2 separate regions of the Zea mays genome follow, and region 1 is linked to region 2. Evidence: chromatin contacts called from public Hi-C data. All regions are on one chromosome and are shown on one strand. Each heading gives the region's core, a stretch centred on a gene start, on an enhancer-like site or on the middle of the called end of the contact. The rest is flanking DNA. Distances are from core to core; before and after follow the strand shown.

Region 1 (5,076 bases), core at 995-3,494, 340 kb before region 2:
CGTCCTTCAGTGCAGGGGACAACCGATAAGGTCGTATATTAACTGGGCGAGCACCATCCACTAATGGAATGGAGTGATCACATGCACGGCTCGGTGGCAACGTTGTAGGAGGTTGAAACAAGGCATCAAACTGTTGCAGCAAGGAACGAACCGGCTCAGGAACAGCAGAAGTCGTGGCTGAAAATAAATGTTGTGGTGTCGATGTCGAGGACACGGAACGGATTTCCAACAACGAACCAGCAGGAACCAATGACTGACAATCACGCAGGACAATAAGCTGATCTTGAAATGGTATAGACAGCCATTTGTTCTTCCAATCTATCAACATTGGGCTGAACTGCTGTAGCCAATCCATACCAAGGATTGCGTCATAGTGAGGTAAGGACAGTAACTTGAATGTTGTGCGAAACGGGACACCCTGTAAAGTCCAGTCTGCTTCCACCAGCTCTGAAGTGCATGTAAGGACCTCACCATTGGCTACGGTGACCATTAGCGGAGTCGACACAAGAGTAAGGCCAGTGATTGCCGCAACGCTGTTGGTGTTCAGAAAACAATGTGAACTGCCAGAGTCAAGAAGCATCAACAATTCCACGCCTTGCAAACAGCCTTGAAGTCTGAATGCTTGGGCCTTGGCTGGGGTTGAAATGGCTGCCTGGGACAACATTACTGCGAACTGGTCTGATGAATCTTGGAAATCAGGATCAGTATCTGACTGGTCATGATCAAAGAGTTCCCACATCTCTTGGACTGCATGTAGTTGAACAGTTGGAGAACATTTATGGCCCTTGTTCCACTTTTCAGCACAATACTGGCATAATCCACTGGCACGCCGATATGAACGAAGAGAAGCCACTTTGGAATCAATTGTTGGCGCTGGCTGAGTTGGAGTTTTGGAGGATTCTGGAGCCAAACCGCGCGATGGATCCCAGCGAGCAGACTGTGGAACAGCCGACTTCCACGACGAACGGCCAGCATAAGATGAATCGCCATGAACAGGATCCGGACGCCGAGACGAGTCCCCAGCTTCCTGCAATAAAGCCAAGGAGCAGGCAGTATCGAGATCGCCAGGACGTTGTACAAGAATCACAGATTTGATGTCATCCCTCAACCCATCAATGAATTTCATGGTATAGTATAACGGGTCTGTTGTGTGTTCATATGTGACTAACAAATCAACTAACTCTGAAAAACGATCAACATAGTCTTGGACTGTGGAGGTCTGCTTAATGTGGAAGAGTTTGCGAATAACAAGTTCGTGTTGCTCCCTGCCGAACCTATCATGGATAGCTTGACAAAATTGGCGCCATGACATGGACGGAAGACGCGGTTCAATGGACTGTAACCATCGAGCCGCAGCACCCACAAAGTGCATGGTGGAGACCTTAACCCAGACAAAAGTCTCAGTAGCATACATCTCAAAGTAATCTTCGCAACGCTTTTGCCAGAGCTTAGGGTAGGTACCATCAAACGTAGGGAAATTTAATTTAGGTAACCCCCCACAGTGACGGCTAAGTGGGCCACGCTGACCCCAATCACCCTGACTATGGCCACAATGAGCGTTGAATGAAAATGAGGGCGAGTGAGGGGAGCTCCACATACCCGTGACCGGGTAGTGAGCGTCGGCACCGGGGTGCACGTGCCCACTATCCCGGTAGTAATTCTCGAAGCAGGACCCAAAACGTGGGCGATCTGGAGGTTCTTCAGGAGCAGGGACCCTTCCGGATCCAGACCCGTGCGCACCGAGGAGACCGGGTTGTCCAGATCCATCCACACGGGCGTCGGTGGACCAGCGGATCCCCATCTTGGAGACCTCGGCGCGGATCGAATCGACGGAGGAGTGGAGGGACTCGACCGATGCCTCCACGCGAGGGCGCCACAGCTCGAAGACGTGCATAGTCGATTGGAGGGCGGCGACGCGAGTTTTGACGTCAGCTTCGATCTGGTGGAGGTGATCGGCGGCTGAGGAGAACTGGATCTCCACATCCGCACGGAGGTCGGTGGTGACGGAATCCAGGCGGCGGCTGGATGCAGAGACCTGAGATTCAAGCTCTCCGACACGGGATTCCCACTTGACATCCATGGCGGACAACCGTTTGTCCAACTCGGACAACAGGGAGCGGGTTTGGTGTTCGAGGGCGAGCGTGAGGGCTGAATCGATGGGTGGAGAAGCCATGGCGGACGGCCAAGGAAAGGTGTCTTTGATACCACTCTGTTAGCAACCTGGAAGGAGGAGGAGAAGAATAGGAGAACCAGAGGAGTTCTATTCCAGGATACTAAGTTTTCCTTACAAAATGCATACCGTCTCTTTCGGCTACGCTAGTACTTAAGACAGCCACTTACGCACGGGAGCACGCAGGCTCAGACCCAACACCAATATGCCGACTCACTGCACCCACTCTGGTCCTTGCTGACGGACGTTGGCGCGACAGACACGGCGTGTGCGGACAACTGGAGCTGCTTCCGGTTCGCCGTTTGGTACGCCTCGGCTGACTGTAGGGGAATCCATACTCTCATTGTTGACACTATTCGATATTTGAATGTACGTGTGTTGTTGGTGTAAATACAAGGGTTAATTATATGATGCAAAAACTAGTGCACCAGATACAAAAATCCAATGTGATGTAAATGTAATAGGAAGCCAATTGAGGTCGCGACGAATGTGGAGGAAGCCAGTTGAGGTCCAAGTTATCATGTCTGCCTGTCTGTTGTTTGGTTCTGTGTACTACTCAACTTTAATCTCAATCACATCGGATATTTGATGCTAGTTAGAATAGAGATGAAAACGGGTATCCGAACAATTAGACCAAATCTATATTTTAATATATATATATATATATATATATATATGATATTTGATGCTAACATTGTTACGGCGTTAGTTAGCATCGGTCTAATTCACGGTTGCAAAAGATCTTCATTCGCTGGCACACGCCACACGCGGCCACGCCTCTCACCGGCTCACCGCCAGCCACCACCCACCCCACCCCCTGCATGCAAGCAAATATACAGGAATAAAACTACGACTATACTACACAAGCGAAGACTGCGAAGTCCACATCACTGCCCCCTGACGCACCCCGCTGAAGGTCAATTGGCCACACGCACGCACGTACAGGTACAACTCAGTCAGCCGATCTCGAGGGCTCGGCAAGCAGGGAAGGAGACTGGATTCTGGACCGGACGGTCACGCCTGCCACCGTCAAGCGCAGGCTTTATGCGCACATCAACCTCCCCGGAAGGAGTCGGCACTCGGCAGGTCACCTGGACTTGCCGCGCGCGCGCACGTCATGGTCCGGCCGTCCCTCCCCACCCCGCCTGAATTGACTGGCCGATCGAAGGAGACGTGCAGTTGCGCGGCGTACGTACCAGCCCATGCCACCATTTGGCACGGCCACACCCACACACGGGCTACTACGCGCCGCGCGACACGCAAACGGCTAAGGACTAAGTTATGCCCGTTATCTGTGAGCAAGATATGCACAGAACCTGCGTGTCGCCGCCCTAATACAGTGTACCGATTTTTTTGATTGCGATACAGTGTAGCAATTACTACCAATTATACCTTGAGTGTCCGGTTAATAACGGTGGTCCGCCGCCGCGGACGTACACGCTCTCACATGGTGGCGGCATGGCGTCGAACGATAGCGCCGGCTCCATGATTTGGCGGCGCCCCGCCGTGTTTTCCAGGGAAGGGAACAGACGGGAAAGAGAGAGGCTGTAGGTGGTGGCAGCAGCAGCAGCAATCGATGCCCCTTTTTCTCAGCGTACTATTCCTCTTTTATAAAGCGCACACGACTACCGAAAATTAGTTTTTGAATTTGTTATCAATAATTTGACTAGTATTTATAGTTAATACAATATAAAATTGGTATAGTTAGATTTGTAATCAAACATACTATCCATTATTATAGATTTATAAATATAAAAAAATGATATGGAATAAATGGTTGTTCAATAATTTAGGAGACAAAACTATGTTAAATAAAAAGAACAGAGAGCGAGCAATATAAGATCATATCTAGGCTCTTGGACCTTCATGTGCAGCTTATGATTGGTCCATGGATGATGGGTGGCGAATATGAATCGGAAATCAATCGATCGGTGCATTCAATCAGAGCGGCGTGTAGTTTCTTTTTCTTTAACTAGCATCGTTGCAATAATAATAAAAAACTAGAACGCAATAACTGGCCTTATAGGAGTCGACAAGATTGCTAAAAGCACCCAGTGATGGATCTAGCCTTAGCTTAGCCAAGCCTATCCAAGCTTATCAAGCCGTTATTTGTGTTATTTTAATTGAAAAAGTTCAGCCTGATTCACGAACCATCCCATGGGCTTGAATTGAAGCCGGCACTGTCATATGCACTCACATGAAGGCCTTCTCCCACCACCCCCACATTCATCACCTATTCACCTTATCTATAATTTCTATTCGACCAACTTCAGAAAGATTTTAAAAGTTTCCCCAAAAATTAGTTATTACAGGTGAGCTAAATTTTTTTAAGGGTGAATTATCATATGTACTCCAACAGTTAGAGATGGTCGAATACCCGCTCTTAGAATCACAGTGTATAATGATTTAGAAATAGTATATGGTCGAGCTATTGTGTGAGGTTGTGATGAGTATATAATGAAATATATGATGAAACCACATATTAGTTCCTTTTTTATTTATCATGTTTTAATTTATCAGATACAAATATTCAAGAACTAAGATAATACTCCTAAACTTGTTTTTTTTTTGAAGAACCAGGAGGGGGAGGGCCCTACTGAGAATTTTATTAAAGAAGTGAAAAGAAAACGTTACAACTTAGTCTTTTTACAAAAGTTAAAATGCAGTGGATTAAAAAGCACTACTCCTATGTCTGCCACAGACTCAGCCAATTCGGGATAGAGGTGTCAAAGTTCCCCCGCGCTCTGTGCATGATCAACCGCAGCTCCTTACTGAATTCCTGTGTACAGCGATGTACCGAAGGATCTTTGTTTGAAAACAGCCACTCGTTTCGGCTTTTCCAGATGCTCCATGTCATGAGAATAATAATCTCCATAAAGAAGGGGACGTTAAGCTGGCGATTAAGG
Region 2 (5,572 bases), core at 1,100-3,599:
AGCCAAAGGTCTTGCCAGGGTTGGATAGGACCACTGTCCCATTGTGTTGGATTCCGGGGATGGAAGTAGCCAAGTAGGTAGTATCAGGAATAAGTATTTTTCTTTTGAAAAGATCTGACTCCTCTAAGCAGACTTCAAGGATCTTGTCTGTGAAAAATGAAAGGAAGTAGAAAACATGCGTCCGATTGACTTTTATTCTTTCGATGTCTGGCATGGCAGCCTGGTCTCTATTAGGATGTATCTCTAAGGATGGAGTAGAAGCATGAAAGGTTGTGAAAAACAAGGAGAAACAAGAGCTGCTATCTCGTTTGGAGAAGATAGAGGATGATCTTGACTTAATTACGAAATGGTTGCCACGTGAGTTGGTTGGAAAGATACAGGGTGGAAAACAGTTTGTACCGTTTATGTTGAGCACAATTTGTGGCACTGAGCACGGTTGGACGGTCTAGCTCTGAGAACTGGACGGTCTATCCGTAGGCGCGGACGGTCCGCGAGTATATCAAATCAGGCGGTTAAAACTCCTGTCTCCTCGCGCGTTTAGCCTTCTAATCCCGCGAGAGATGTTGGAGAATGCCTAGGGACGGGTCCAGACCTCCCTCCCTTATATATTTGAAGGGTTACGACCAATTGAACACCCAACAATTGATCAATCAACCAAATTACCTTTCGGTCTTTACCTTTTGCCCTAGAAGTAGACAATAACTTAGATTCCTACGAAGGAATCCTTGATATACAAATGTTGAACTATGGTGTGATTACGTTGATTCCTAAAATCGTAGAAGCGAGCATTATTAAGCAGTTTCGTACGATTTGTCTTCTCAATGTTGACTTTAAAATATTCACCAAAGTGCTTGCAAATAGAATGTCTCATGTGGGCAAGGTTTCGTTACTCTTAACGAAGTCCTTCAAGAACTGAGATCGAAGAAGAAAAAAAGGTTGATTTTAAAGATAGACTTTGAAAAAGCATACGATAAAGTCAGATGAGATTTCTTAGCCGAGGTTTTGAAATCAAAGGGTTTCCTCGGTAAATGGTGTGATATGGCGATGAGGACGGTGGAAAATGGTAAAGTGTGTTAATATTAATGGGGAAAGAAATATCATTTTCAAAATTTTCAAGGCTTTGAGACCGAGAGACCCTTTGTCGTCGCTCTTGTTTAACCTGGTGGCAGGTATAGTAATAGCAGTCTGTACATTCTCATGTACCACCAGCAACAACATGTTCACCCATGCTTCTTAATTTTGTTGTTGGTCAACGTCGCAATAACGGCAAAAGCGCCTCCATAGCTTCTACACGTGCAGAGATGAAACGGCGTGACACTAGTGTCTCGTGCACGCTGAGAAGAAAGACAGCGATGTATTAGATGCGCCGCGCGGTATAGTGAGAGAGACGACGACATCAACCTAGATGAGTATTTTGATTCTTACACGTTAACCCTTTTGTGTATATATAGATCTCGAGTTATTATTGTGGTTTACTAGCGTTCCCATACTTTATAACGGTCCCCTGTGGCCGGTATGTATACTGTATAATCAAAACATCTTGGTACGTGCCGGTGATCGGACGGCGGATCCGGCGGCCGTGCCGGGGACCCAGAGCTGTTCCCAACGTAAAGGGGGGCATGTTCGTTTTGATCCGGAGGCGCACGCTGGCCCGTGGCCCTCTCTGGTTTAGGCGATCCGAGCCCACCAACGCTATCAAACTCCTCAATCTACACGGCTTTCCTGGCGCGCGAACTACCTAATCAGGTCAGGCCTACTACTAAATTATTGGCTCCCGGGTCCACCACCGGAGAGACGAGGCCATAGCCATACATGACGAAACGCTACGAGCACATGCAACAGCTCATGGGGTAGCTAGCCAATCGGTGGTGGCGGTTGCTCCACCAGATTTTGGAAACAAGTACCAAACTCATTCCCCGCCTTCTCGTGTCGGCCTTTTTTTTCCTTCTTGAATCATCATGAACTGGTCCTTCCGCGCCGAGCTTATGGCTGCTCTGCTGGGTTCACTAACCACCAGATGAAGAAGAAAAAAAAAATCTATCTCTACTAGCGGGAGAGGTAAAGCTTGAAAAGAGAAGCTAGTGCTGGTACAAGTGTAATAGGAGTTGTTGCGTACCTAGGAAACTACTCCACCGAGGATGATGGACAGATTGGCCTCACTGCTACCTACGTACTAGGCCGGTAGGAGGAGTAGCGCATCTAAAAGGTGGCTGAAATATAGAGCGAACCCTGAATTTGGTAATGAACTAATGCGCATCTAAAGTGTAATTTCCTTGGAAAGAAACACTCGCCTTTTTAGCCACTCACCACGCTACCCATACGACCCATCGGCCGCAAGCGCAAGGAACGCACACGGCACACGGGCGGGGCCGGCGCCGGCGGATCAAGCAAGCGCAAGGCAAGGCATGCGAGTCTAGCACGCACACGCACTGCCACTGCCATATATATGCGCCTCCCTCCCTGGCCTGCCATATCTTCTTCCGTTTCCGTCTCCCCTCTTCTTTGTTACAATAAACAACCAATCGAAGCCCCAGGCAACATCGACCGACTAGAGTAGATAGAGCTCAGTGGCGGCCGCCAAGAAACACCTGCGCCCTAAGGCGAGCAGCGGCAGGCATAGGATGGGCAGGTCCCCGTGCTGCGAGAAGGCGCACACGAACAAGGGCGCGTGGACCAAGGAAGAGGACCAGCGCCTGATCGCCTACATCAAGGCGCACGGCGAGGGGTGCTGGCGCTCGCTGCCCAAGGCCGCCGGCCTCCTCCGCTGCGGCAAGAGCTGCCGGCTTCGCTGGATGAACTACCTCCGCCCGGACCTCAAGCGCGGCAACTTCACGGACGACGACGACGAGGTCATCATCAAGCTCCACGCCCTGCTCGGCAACAAGTAAGCACTCAGTCTCAGTTCGCCGCCCGCCCGCCGGTACCATTATTTCCCTCCTCCTCGACTCAATCATTTTCCCATCGTCGGCCGGCCCGTCGCGCGCAGGTGGTCGCTCATCGCGGGGCAGCTGCCGGGGCGCACGGACAACGAGATCAAGAACTACTGGAACACGCACATCAAGCGCAAGCTGCTGACCCGCGGCATCGACCCGCAGACGCACCGCCCGCTGAGCGCCGCCGCCGCCCTCACCGCCGGCCTCCCGTCGCCCGCGCGCCCGCCCACCGTGCTGTTCGCGCGCCCGGCGCCGTCGGAGGACGGCGGCCACAGCAGCGGCGGCGGGAGCGCCGACCACGCGCCGCGGTGCCCCGACCTCAACCTGGACCTGTCCGTGGGCCCGCCGTGCTCGCCGCCCAAGACGCCGGCGGCCGCCGCGTCGACGCCCACGTCGCAGCAGCAGCAGCAGCAGCGGACGACGACCATCTGCCTGTGCTACCACCTCGGTGTCCGCAGCGGGGAGGCCTGTAGCTGCAAGTCCCCCTCGCCGGCGGCGGCGGGGTTCCGGTTTCTCCGGCCGCTCGAGGAGGGCCAGTACATATAAGGCAGGCGTCGTCGATCACAGTAGGCCGGCAGAAGCAAACCTGTAAAAACAACCACAGAACAGAGTTTCTAATGGAGATGATGACTGATGTGGATGGATGATGAGAGATTGAGAGCATAGCATCATTTCTCGTGTTCCCCTCGCTTCAAAACCGATCTATTTCTTATTTCCGTTTTCCTTTTTAGGGTTAATTGCACGGTTCGTCGCTTGGGCGCACCGTGTGATCTTGCGCACTCGATTCGGGCGGCCCGGCGTGACATTCGTGCCATGTCACCCATGTGGGGTCTTGTTCGGTTAATCCCGTTACCCATGGATTGGATGAGATTGAAAAAAATTAAGAAAGAGTTTGACTTAGTTGGGATTTAAACCCACCCAATCTCACTCAATCCATGTGGATTGGAAGCTAACCGAACAAGCCCTGGATGGGGTGGGATGGGATGGGATGGGATTTAGACATATAGTAGTAGTGCTGAGACCTGAGAATCCGTCCTGTTGGTTGGTAGGTACGCGATTTTTTTTAAAAAAAATCTGGGTGCTCCCAGGAGAACTACGAAAAGCACGAAGCTATAACGTGGATTAGGCAACGGAGAATTTTGCAGAAACTGACATGACATGGCCTTGTTTTTCTGGGGAAAAAAGGGTTTTTTCGTTGCTGTTTAACCGTGAGAGTGACGCCAACGAAAGAAGCATTGGATGAAGGCGTGAACATGGTGGGTGCCGTAGTGGTAGTTAGCCAACCAACCCAACCCAGGTAGGTCGACTAGTAAAAACGACAGTGGGAACACGAGTAAAAGCGCAAACAAAGATCAGCGCCGGCGGCCGCCCCGCTCGCTGGATTCCATGTAATCCTCCACGTTTCCAGTCATTTTCTAATACTGGCCGAGTAGTGATATAATAGGAACGAACAATAAACCCCTCCAACCATAGGATTGTCCCTAGCGAAGCTGCATTCACACGTACTGTACAGAGATAGCGAGATGGACACGCGTGCAAGTGGCCACTCTGCCCGCAGTATAACCGCAACCGCCGTTCCGAGCTGTTGGCTAGAGCTCAGCGTCTAGGATGAAAAATTTCCCCAGGGAAAAGGAGATGAGCCACCCCCCATCCCATCGGGATCTTCCTTTTACTTTGGAGCTTTCCATGTACCACTTGTCACCTGTCAGCCTGGAAACCGCCGGAGTATAAAAGTTCTTTATCCTCTCGTCAGACCGTGGACGAGCAGAGTTTCTTGCGGTTGCGGGTAAGTGTCCGACGTGCACATCGATGGGTACCAGGGCTTAAAACTTTTTTTTTTGGCCTAATCAACGCTCGCGCCAGCGATTTTTCAAAGTCTTTGACATTTTGGTCCGTGTCACGTAGTAGTACCGCACAGTGCTTACAGACTAGAGAATGCTGGGTATTTATGTATGTACCCCGAAGGTCCATGTCCATGTGAGGGTTTTCTCTTTCATCGCGGCACCTGAAAAAAAAGAGAGGGTTGGTTAACGGGTCCCCCGCCCATCTTGTTATTCAGAATCCGGTGCACCGGCCATCGTGTTTTGTCGTACCTCGCTGCTGCGTGCTGACAGCGGGCGGAGCTCACCCACCAGTCAGGTAGATGATTTTCCCAGACTCTAGTATAGTCTATATATGTGTGTTCATGCCACGTACGTACCACGAATGTAAACTCTCCAGGTGGAACGTACCACGAACTTTCTTTCTAATCATCCGGTTTCTCTGTTTGCAAAGTAATTTAGCCGAAGACGAGCATTTACATCTGTGTCATTCGGGTTTTTTTTGTTGGTTGGAACTTAGAAAGACAGGCGTTTACATGTATGACTTGTCGCAGCAACGATAGTTGCCGTGGAGTTCCGCGCATGTGTCAGTCGATCGCCGATTTACATGTATGACTTGTTGCAGCAACGATAGTTACCGGACCACACAGGTTGCTTGTCAGTCGCCGATTTCATCTTGCCAGGTACTACGTTTTTTCCACGCCCGTCCCCGTGGCGTGGCGAGATACTTGTGGCAACGACAGTTCTCGTTACCTGTAACTTCGCGGACAAGTCCCCCTACCTAAACCTACCAAACCGCCTTTTCCCTCGTTCGCGGTC

Evidence for each region. Hi-C and Micro-C count contacts between places; a contact is called where the count stands out from the background.
Region 1: a contact with region 2 is called in a Hi-C map of bundle sheath, with 3 times the contacts expected there. The contact joins the promoter of LOC100382585 here to the promoter of LOC541754 in region 2. A contact is called at or near these places in 3 of 25 Hi-C or Micro-C datasets (bundle sheath, endosperm and leaf).

Annotation. Positions count from the first base shown.
Region 1 is chr8:172,710,066-172,715,141 of Zm-B73-REFERENCE-NAM-5.0, reverse strand. It overlaps LOC100382585, which reads right to left and starts at 2,244. Exons shown (of 2, transcript NM_001175315.1): 1 at 1,600-2,244. The coding sequence starts at 2,076.
Region 2 is chr8:172,365,699-172,371,270 of Zm-B73-REFERENCE-NAM-5.0, reverse strand. LOC541754 (myb-related protein 308) reads left to right here and starts at 2,349. Exons shown (of 2, transcript XM_008658794.4): 1 at 2,349-2,884; 2 at 2,987-3,656. The coding sequence starts at 2,622. The coding sequence ends at 3,479.